2 separate regions of the Mus musculus genome follow, and region 1 is linked to region 2. A link is a contact called in public capture Hi-C data. All regions are on one chromosome and are shown on one strand. The core of a region is the stretch at or near the end of the contact, and the rest is flanking DNA. Distances in the headings are between cores, read along the strand shown. Region 1 holds the start of Mybphl (myosin binding protein H-like). Region 2 holds the start of Gstm5 (glutathione S-transferase, mu 5).

Region 1 (4,744 bases), core at 145-2,644, 470 kb before region 2:
TTAGGGTAAGGAGTGGACAGTTGTGCTTTTGGGTCCTAGTTGGAGAAAGAACTTGGTTGTCTTGTCATCTCCTTCTTGGAAATATTCCCATGTTGCTTTAGCCTCTTACAGTGCTGATCAGCCATCCTTCTAACTGACCTTCCTGGGAGATGTTTAAAGTCATTTTACAGAGAAGAAACTAAAGTGGAGCAGTTGAATTGATTTGTTCAAGGTCACTGTGCTGTTAGCGTCACTCCCAGAAAGGAGCCTGGGGTGTTGCCTGCCAGCCTACACCGTCTATTTTTCTCCTACCTCTTTCCTTTCCAGGAGTTCATGGACTTCTCCTGTGTGTGGTTTTCAAATCTTCTGCAAAATTAAGGGGTTATAACGCTAGGACTTTGTTGGGCTAAATGTTTAGCACAGCCACAGGGCTGCTAAAGACCATCACAAAGAAGGGAAGAGCTATCTCCCATCTCTCCCCTGGGTTTGCAAACCCACGTATAGTGGAGACACACACAATTGCCCAGGTAAGCTGTGGTGGTGACAGGTGGTACTGGGGCAGGTGGCAGGATGATGGGGCTGGGGTAGGCACCACATACTCTCACCTGGAAACTGGAAATGGAGCGCTTTTCCCTGAAAGGCTCTTCTTCCTCAGAGCTCTGACTTTGAGAGGCCTTGGCCAGTGAGCCAGGGTGGGGTGTTAGGGTAGGCCCTGATGCTGCGGCATGACCCAGGCAGAGGCCGGGTATCATGCTGTCCAAGATGTTCAACCTCCTCATAGCCAACAGTTTTAATCACTCTTTACCTCTACAAATGGCCACTCTCCTCCGTTCCCTTCCCAATGGGTTATTTATTCTACTGGATCCTCCAGGACCTGTGACTGTTTTTGATGGTGAAAATATAAACAGATCACTGCTGGTCACTATAAAGTGCCACAAACACTGACTTCTCAGCTAAAGAATAAAATTACAACAGAGACATTTGAGTAGCAAGGCGCAATTTGAGAGGGAAGTAAGGGCTCCCAGAATATTTCTGCATTATCCTAACTAGAAGTTCCCTAAAGTTATTAAAGCTTATGCACAGGGGTGGGGGCGACCCCTAAGGGTATATTCAGAGCAGTAGGAAGTTCCCCTCTCCCACACCACTCAGCATCCCCACCCTTACAGACTGCCACAGATCACCTTCAATAGAGGGCAGGAGCTGCAGAGAAGGGCTGCCTGCCTCCTGTTGATGTGAAGTCCGGGGTCCTTTAGCATCCGCTGGGTCAGCAGCTGCTTCTACCTGCCGCTGGGAGCATGAGGCTATCTCCAGTGTGGTGGCTGTCTCCATGCCTGGGGTCTAGCTGAAAATTTTCTTTGTTGCTGGTGAGGGAGGGGCTGTGCACCTGCTGTCCAGGCTGGTCTCCCTGGGGTCACAGCCACAGGCTTATGTAAGTGGGCTGGCTTTTCCCCACCCACTACTCCCACTGAAGGGAGAAGTAGGGGCCAGGAGAAGAGGAGGATCAGAGAGCTGCCCAGAATAGCCGCGGGAGGAGGGCTGAGGTGGCCCTGTTATCTTGTGAGTGAGATGACACCCTACAGCATTAGGAGGGAGGGGAGAGTGTGAGCAGAGTATATGAGAGGGACTTCTGGCTTTGAGGGAGGCCTGAGCTGCTGGCATCTCTGCTTCTGACCTCCAGCTCATTCAACAGGGCGTAAGGTCCGAAGAGCAGTGAATTCTCAGGCACACCGTTAGCTCTTGCCACACTTGTTGAACAGTAGGTCATTGAAGAGCTGGTCTCTATACCTTGGCCTTCATGGGGACCTCTGTTTGCTGTCCCAGCCCCAAGGGCAGGGGAGGGTTGGGGAGAAGTGGGGACAGTCAGTCCCCTGTTGCCAGACTAGTTAGTGACACATGAGCTCTGTCATCAGCTTGCTATGTGACTAGTGATACCCCATGATCTCTCGGCCCCTCTGTGTGTGTGTGTACTGGAGTTTTTCTCCCCTCCACCCTGTGTGTGCGTCTGTGTATGCGTGTCTATGTGTACTAGGACACCCCCCCCCGTGTGTGTATATGGTATGTGTGTATGTCTGTGTATGTGTGTATGTGTGTACTAGGAGGACCCCGCCCCCATGTGTGTGAGTGTGTATGGGTGTGTGTGTATTTGTATGGTGTGTGTGTTGTGTGTGTGTACACTCCCATGCACACGCATTGGGGCTTGAACCCGGGGCCTTGTGCTTGCTAGACAAGTCCTCTACTACAATGCCACTGAGCTACACCTAACACCCCCAGCATCTCATAAATTGGGTTTCATTTGTGAGATGGAGATAATAACCATAGGGTTGTTGTGAGGATTAAAAGAGGTAATCTCTGGAAAGTGCTTAGCAGAATGTAGCTGACTAAGTGCTGGATAAATGGAAGCTATTTTTAGGTCAGGCTGGCATTTCCCCCTTTGAAAGCTGTCAATGGCTCTCTTCCTATGAGATAAAGCACAAATGAAGTGCGAGGCAGCCTCACAGGGGAGGAAGCTCCCCAGAGACAGGGATGTGTGACATTTGGCTGTACCATTCAGCCACCAGCTGATGGCTCTGAACCTCAGGTCTGTGTAACTGGGGGTGCTGATGCCAGGACTGTGCCTAGGATCCAAGGGCCAGCCCACAGTCAGCACTGGCTAAACCCGAGTGTCCCCAGCTGACTGCCGTGCTCATCCAGAGCCACTCCACATTGGACCCTCCACCCAAATTGTAGGATTTCTTATCATAGCCCCCCCTTCCTAACTGTATTTATCTAACCATTTTTGCTTTTTAAAAAATGTATATCCATGCATCATGTCCATTCCTGGTGCCAATGAAGGCCAGAGGAGGGAATTGGATCTTCTGGGACAAAGTGAGCCTCCACAGGATGCTTGGAATCAAACTTGGAGCTCTAGCACATATTTGAAGGTCAGAGGACATCTTTCCAAAGTCAGTTCTCTCCTTCCACCATGTGGGTCCCAAGGATTAGACTCAGATAGCCAGGGTTGGTGGCAGTCATCTTGAGCCAATGACCCATCTTATCAGCCCCATATATATACTCCTATATACTCCTCCTTTTTTTTTTGGTTTTTCGAGACAGGGTTTCTCTGTGTAGTCCTGGCTGTTCTGGAACTCACTTTGTAGACCAGGCTGGCCTTGAACTCAGAAATCTGCCTGCCTCTGCCTCCCGAGTGCTGGGATCAAAGGCGTGTACCACCACGCCCGGCTTCCTCCTTATTTCTTCATTCATTCATTCATTCATTCATTCATTTATTCACTTTACATCCTGACTGTTGTCCACCCTCCCACAGTTCCTCCTCCCATCCCTTTTCCCCTTCTCTGAGAGAGTGGAGCCCCACCCAGGTATCCACCCCCACCTTTCCCCTCCCCCACACCCCTGCCAGGCACATCAAGTCTCTGTGGGGCTAGGTGTATCCTCTCCCACTCAGGACAGACAAGGAAGGCAGCCAAGCTAGAAGAATGGATTCCACAGACAGGCAACAGCTTTAGGGACAGCCCATGTTCTAGTTGTTCGGCACTCACTGCAGAAAGAGTTGCACATCTGCTATATATGTGCAGGAGGCCTAGGTCCTTTGGCTAGTGCATTCTCTTTGGCTAGCGGTTCAGTCTCTGAGACCCCCAAGGGTCCCCCCATATTGCTTTTGAGAGGTGTCCTACTTTGACCTGGGGCGTTTTGATCAGGCTAGGCTAGCCATTGAGGTCCAGGAACTGTCCTGTGTGCGCCTCTTGGGCACTGGGATTTTAACATGGGCTTGGATACTGCCTTCGTGTTTGTGTAGTGGACAATTCACTGACTGTTCTCTCCAGGTTAGGGGGACCTCTTTAATCCATTCTTAGCCATTTTTGTGGAGAAAGTGGCCTAAGCCTCTTGTGTTAGCCCCCCCCCCCGCCGCCCCCCCCCGCCACAAACACACACTTGTACTGCACATGTAGAGAATTTTAAGGAATCAAATTTAAAACTACAGACTCCTCAGTTTGCCCATCATAAAGTTCAATTCAGAGCTGGACATAGTGACACTCACTCTGAAGGTGGAAGTAGAAGGATGACCATCAATTTTGGGGCAGCCTGAGCTACACAACAAGTTCTAGGCCAGCCTGATTCTGGTGAAGGAGTCTTGAGATGTGCTAGAATCCCTTAGACCCGATTGGATCGATCCTCGGGGTAAAAACTCCTGCTGGATAACAAGGCCTGTGCCCCGCCATCTCCAGACTGCGATGTGGGAACACCGAATGGAAATATTGGTTCAAAATGCTATCCCAGGGCACAGTGGGATAGCTAATGGCTGAAGGCAGGGAGCTCCTTCTGGTGACATGGGGGCTGAGCACGCAGGTCTGCGAGAGGAGCAAGGGAAGGAGAGATACACGTAGAGCTACGGCCTTCCAGTGTTCATTTGACAAACTAGCTGCAGGGAGCACACAACTCCAGAGTGTAGCCATCTGCTGTTGTGTCCAGACGTGCAGAAACAGACACTGGAGAAAGTGTACAGTGTGCTGTTAGGTTTCCACGGAGGGAGGGAGGGAGGGAGGGAGGGAGGGAGGGAGGGAGGCAGGCAGGCAGGCAGGCAGACCTCCACAGCATAAAGATCAAGAAAAAGAAAAGACAACAAAAGTTAGAAACTTACAGACAAGCATCCATTTCCTCATAAACTGCCTCCCTCCCTCCAAGCTAGAAAGGCTCAGTGTTGACTTTCAAGTTGATGCTTCTTTCGTTGCTAGATTTTGCTTTTTGAAGGCAGAAAGCTAGAAACACT
Region 2 (4,337 bases), core at 149-2,648:
GGACCGCCACTCCTCTGGAAAAGAGAAGACTTGCAAGGTGTGTGAGAGTAGAAGCCAGGAGAAATAACTAAATAAATAGAAAGTAGCACTGGGTCCTCACCTGACTCTAGACAAGGGTGCTTAATCCTGTGTGTCACTGTGAATGTATGTGTGGCATATAGACGTTTAAAAAGCAAAATGTAAATATTTTATACCTTAAAGTATGTAAAAGTAGGGTGATTATGGATACATTTAAAAAAAAAATAGGTGTTTTAACAACCAGGACACATGAGGATACATTTAGGATACCATGAAAATACCTGGAATCTATCAGTGATAAAGTCACAGACCTGGCTATCAACTCATGTCTCTTATAGCCTGCCTTTAAGAGGAGAATATTAGTGTTTCTCAGACGTTAGTAGGAAATAAAATGTTATTCTCAGTTCTGTTCAATGACCCTTGAATTCTATCCATTCTATAAACGTGAAGAGTCTCTATCTAGATGCTCCCAAGCCAGAGATGAAGTGAAAACAGATACACTTGAAGGCCTTCCCTTCTGCCCACTCCTCCAAAACCACCTACGTTAGGAAAGTCCAGATCTAGCTTGAATTTCACGTCCAGCCATTGGCTTCTATCATAGTCAGGAGCTGTAAGAGAGAAGTGGGACCCAAGCCCGTTACCGACCTAGCTGAGACTTAGACCTGTTATCTCAAGTTCCCAATCCCCAAAAACTAACCCTTGAGTTTCTGCAAAGATGGGCCTGAACAGCAAGAGATAACTCTATGGGCCTCTCTTGGCAAAGTTCCCAGCTTACAGGAGCAGGGGGTCCCACACCATCTTGGTGTGGTACAACCCTCTGGGTAAAAAACAACTGTAGCGCACCCACAGACATTCATTACCTTCCCCACAGATGTACCGTTTCTCCTCATAGCTGGTATCAGTAAACTCCAGAAGCATGCGGATAGCATGAGCCAGCTAAAAGCAGGGGATGGAGAAAGACCCCGGTCAGCGCGCCTGCGCAGTGCCCACTTGCTCGCAGGCCCCCTCCGTCAATGTCCCCAACCCAACGCTGCCAAGCTCCTGCGTCCTGTCCAGGGAAATTGTCCTTAGGCAGCCCCTTCGCTCACGCCCGGGAACTTCCAGTACCTTATTCCTCTACCCACAGTCCTGGGGACCCCATAGGTAGGCTGGAGATCGGCCCACCGGCCCCTGACCCCCGCCCGGCCGCCTGCACCTCTCTGTCCCAGAGGCTGGGCTGGCGAGGGACCACTCACCCCGCGGATATCCCAGTAACCCAGAACCATAGACTTGGATGACATTTTGGGCGATCTTAGCCCCTTCGGGGATACAGCGATGGACTGTGGGCGGCTAACTTTATACTGGACGCTGTGGGCCGGGCTGACGCGACCGAACTGTCTCCTCCTCTCTCGCTCTATGCTCCACCCGCCCTCCGCGTGGTCAGTGGGCGGTGCGCAGGCGCAGCTGCTGCGGCTCCTGAAATCCTCCGGTGTGAACTTCTCCCAGGGCTGTTGATGCTTCATCTACTCTTCTGGCAGTGGGGGCCTGGACCTTAGTTACCCGGGAAGCGTGAGTCATGTTGCACAGTTGAGCTGGCACATAAAACTACGAGGTAGGAAACGATTCAGGTATAAGGTACTTTGGGGATAGAAACATTTTCTATGTAAGATACAAATGGCTCTGTGAAGACTGAGGGAGGCTGGGGACACTAAACAGGTCCACTGTGAAAAAGGATAGGTCATGCACATTGGAAATGCCTCAAAGGACACTCCAGGAAAGAGGAGGGTAGAGCAAACACCGAAAGGTGACAAATAGCTATGCAAGATAAACAGCAGGTGCTGTCGAGTTAGGCTGGTTTATGGGAGGAGTCAAAACATTAAGCATTTGGGGCAGGTTGCAAAGGGTATGGACAGCCAGACAGACAGAGGGTGTGAGTGTTTTCTCTCTGCTCTGTGGGGAGTGTATAGGATCTAGATCATAATGTTCACTAGCAGTATAATGCAAGACAGACATATGATTGTTTTTAAATGGTTTGCTTCTAGTTTTTTTTTTTTTAAGGAGGCAATGAATCCATAGTATACTTACGTAGCCCAATATATACTGTTTCAGAATGTAGTATGAAAATTATTGAGATGTCTTCTATTTTTTTGTTTTAGTACCTTACATTTAAAACACAACTCCACTAAGGGTAACCTCATCTTTTAAAAAAGATTTATTTATTCATTTTATATATGTGAGTATACTGTCGCTCTCTCTCTTCAGTCACACCAGAAGAGGGCATTGGATCCCACTATAGACTGTTGTGAGCCACCTTGTGGTTGCTGGGAATTGAACTCAGGACCTCTGGAAGAGCAGTTGGTGCTCTTAACTGCTGAGTCATCTCTCCAGCCCCAGGTAACCTCATTCTGATGCTCAGGATCCACAAGTTAGTCGGAAAATGATAAGCATATTGTGGAGTAAAACAGCACAAAAGGGGAAAGGCCCCTTGCGGGTGGGACCATCCCTGGGCTGGGTGTCTTGGGTTCTATAAGAGGGCAGGCTGAGCAAGCCAGGGGAAGCAAGCCAGTAAGGAACAGCCCTTCATGGCCTCTTCATCAGCTCCTGCTTCCTGACCTGCTTGAGTTCCAGTCCTGACTTCTTTCAGTGATGAACAGCAATGTGGAAATGTAAGCTGAATAAACCCTTTCCTCCCCAACTGCTTCTTGGTCATGATGTTTGTGCAGGAATAGAAATCCTGACTAAGACACCAGGCCTCCCGGAGCCCCAAGTCTGGGTGTGGGAAATTATGTCTCCCCGTTAGTTTAACTGACTCAAACTTCAGACTTTGTAAAAGGACATTTTTCTAAAATAAAGAAGAAATGGTACAGAGACATGTGACTGTATAATGCCTGGGTTGATTCCTCCCAAGAAAACAAAAGCCAGCAACAAATTAACTTGAGCCACGAGTCTAAAACTTCTAGAGTAGTCTAAGTATTCTACTTGTTTCATGATATATCCCAATTCAGGCTAAATAACTTTGTGATTAGGTGTTCTGCCCAGTTTATAGAACAAGGAATTGAAGCTTGGAGAAGATTGATGGACCACTCAAGTTCCCTGGATGGTCCAGGATGCAGACTGAGGATGGCCTAAAACATTAGTTTTGCTGGCTCCCTGTGCTTGGCTAACTTTAGAGCCTCTTACCTTGCCACAGTCTTTTCTATGAAGGTAGGTGAACACTGGGGTAGAGCACATTTTTTTTCCTAATCCTATAGATTTCCCCTGGTTTTCAGCTTTAAGATGGGCCAAGGCCAATGGGATAGTGGCTCCTTCCATTCGAAGACCTTAACTTTTCTGAATTGGCTACCTTGCCCCTAACAACTCTGAAGGCCTTTCCCTCCCTCTCCCCCCACCCCCTTCCTTTGAGGTAAAAGTTTTGCTTTCATACTCAGTGTTACTGAGGATTTTGTGAGGCCAGGAAGTTGAGAGTGAATGATAGAGTCCATCTGAAAATAAGGTATTTAGCTCGGGATGATGTTACAGTCTTGGATAAATTCAGCCAAAAGAGATTTCCTGGACAATCTTAAGAACCTGTTAGGGGCTCTTGAATCCATGAGAACAGCAAACCTTAACAACAGGGTATCTCAATTGAAGCATAGCTTCTCTTCCATGGAGAAGAATTCATTCCATGAGCTTTGAGCCGGAAGTAAACTATATACACCAATAGAGAGTACAAGCCATAGACAGCCCTAACTCTTCATTTAACCCTAGGACAGAGAGCCAAGGAGTGGACCAACATGCCTGAGTTTACACAGTGGACCTGAGGACCGTCACCTCCCAGTGCAATGTTCCTGTGTACTGCCACTGAAGAGACAGGTGGGAGGGAGCTCAAGGTTGACTTGCCTAACAACCATTGCTTGAAAGACAAAGCTCCCAAGGAGAGCACAAAATACCTCACTCGAGACTCCTCTGCATCACCAACCAGTGTGAAGAAAGCCTGCAGCTGTCAGCAGAGTATTCTTTGTCTCGGTGACACGCTGTGCCTACAGTTGGACTAGAAACTTTGGATTAGGGTGTGAGTCGTGCCCCATAGGACAGAGGTGGTGCATGTAGCCTCATTTTGGAGTTTATTTAGAGAGGAGAAAGAATGTACCATAGTCCCCAAAGGCTCTAGGTTACAGTGAATTCTCTTTAGTTCAGTTATAGTTTAGTTTAGCTTGGTTTGGTTAGCTGTGGTTCCGTTCTGTTCCGTTCTGTTCTGTTCGGTTCAGTTCGGTTCAGTTGCAGAGTTGTTGCTCTTTCATGCTTTGCATCCCAACTCCCTGCTCTCTCTTGGCTTTGGTTCCCATCAGGTCCAGAATAAA

Evidence for each region. Capture Hi-C pulls out chosen DNA fragments and counts their contacts.
Region 1: a contact with region 2 is called in a capture Hi-C map of macrophages, with 2.7 times the contacts expected there. The contact joins the promoter of Mybphl here to the promoter of Gstm5 in region 2. A contact is called at or near these places in 1 of 39 promoter capture datasets (pre-B cells), 1 of 115 datasets of contacts at active chromatin or transcription factors (pancreatic cancer cells) and 1 of 9 other capture datasets (macrophages).

The regions. Positions count from the first base shown.
Region 1 is chr3:108,361,561-108,366,304 of GRCm38.p6, reverse strand. It overlaps Mybphl (myosin binding protein H-like), which reads right to left and starts at 1,394. Exons shown (of 9, transcript NM_026831.1): 1 at 1,161-1,394. The coding sequence starts at 1,308.
Region 2 is chr3:107,892,915-107,897,251 of GRCm38.p6, reverse strand. It overlaps Gstm5 (glutathione S-transferase, mu 5), which reads right to left and starts at 1,398. Exons shown (of 8, transcript NM_010360.2): 1 at 1,254-1,398; 2 at 879-954; 3 at 562-626. The coding sequence starts at 1,298. 4933431E20Rik (RIKEN cDNA 4933431E20 gene) reads left to right here and starts at 1,039. Exons shown (of 3, transcript NR_015459.1): 1 at 1,039-1,609; 2 at 3,024-3,201; 3 at 3,745-4,337.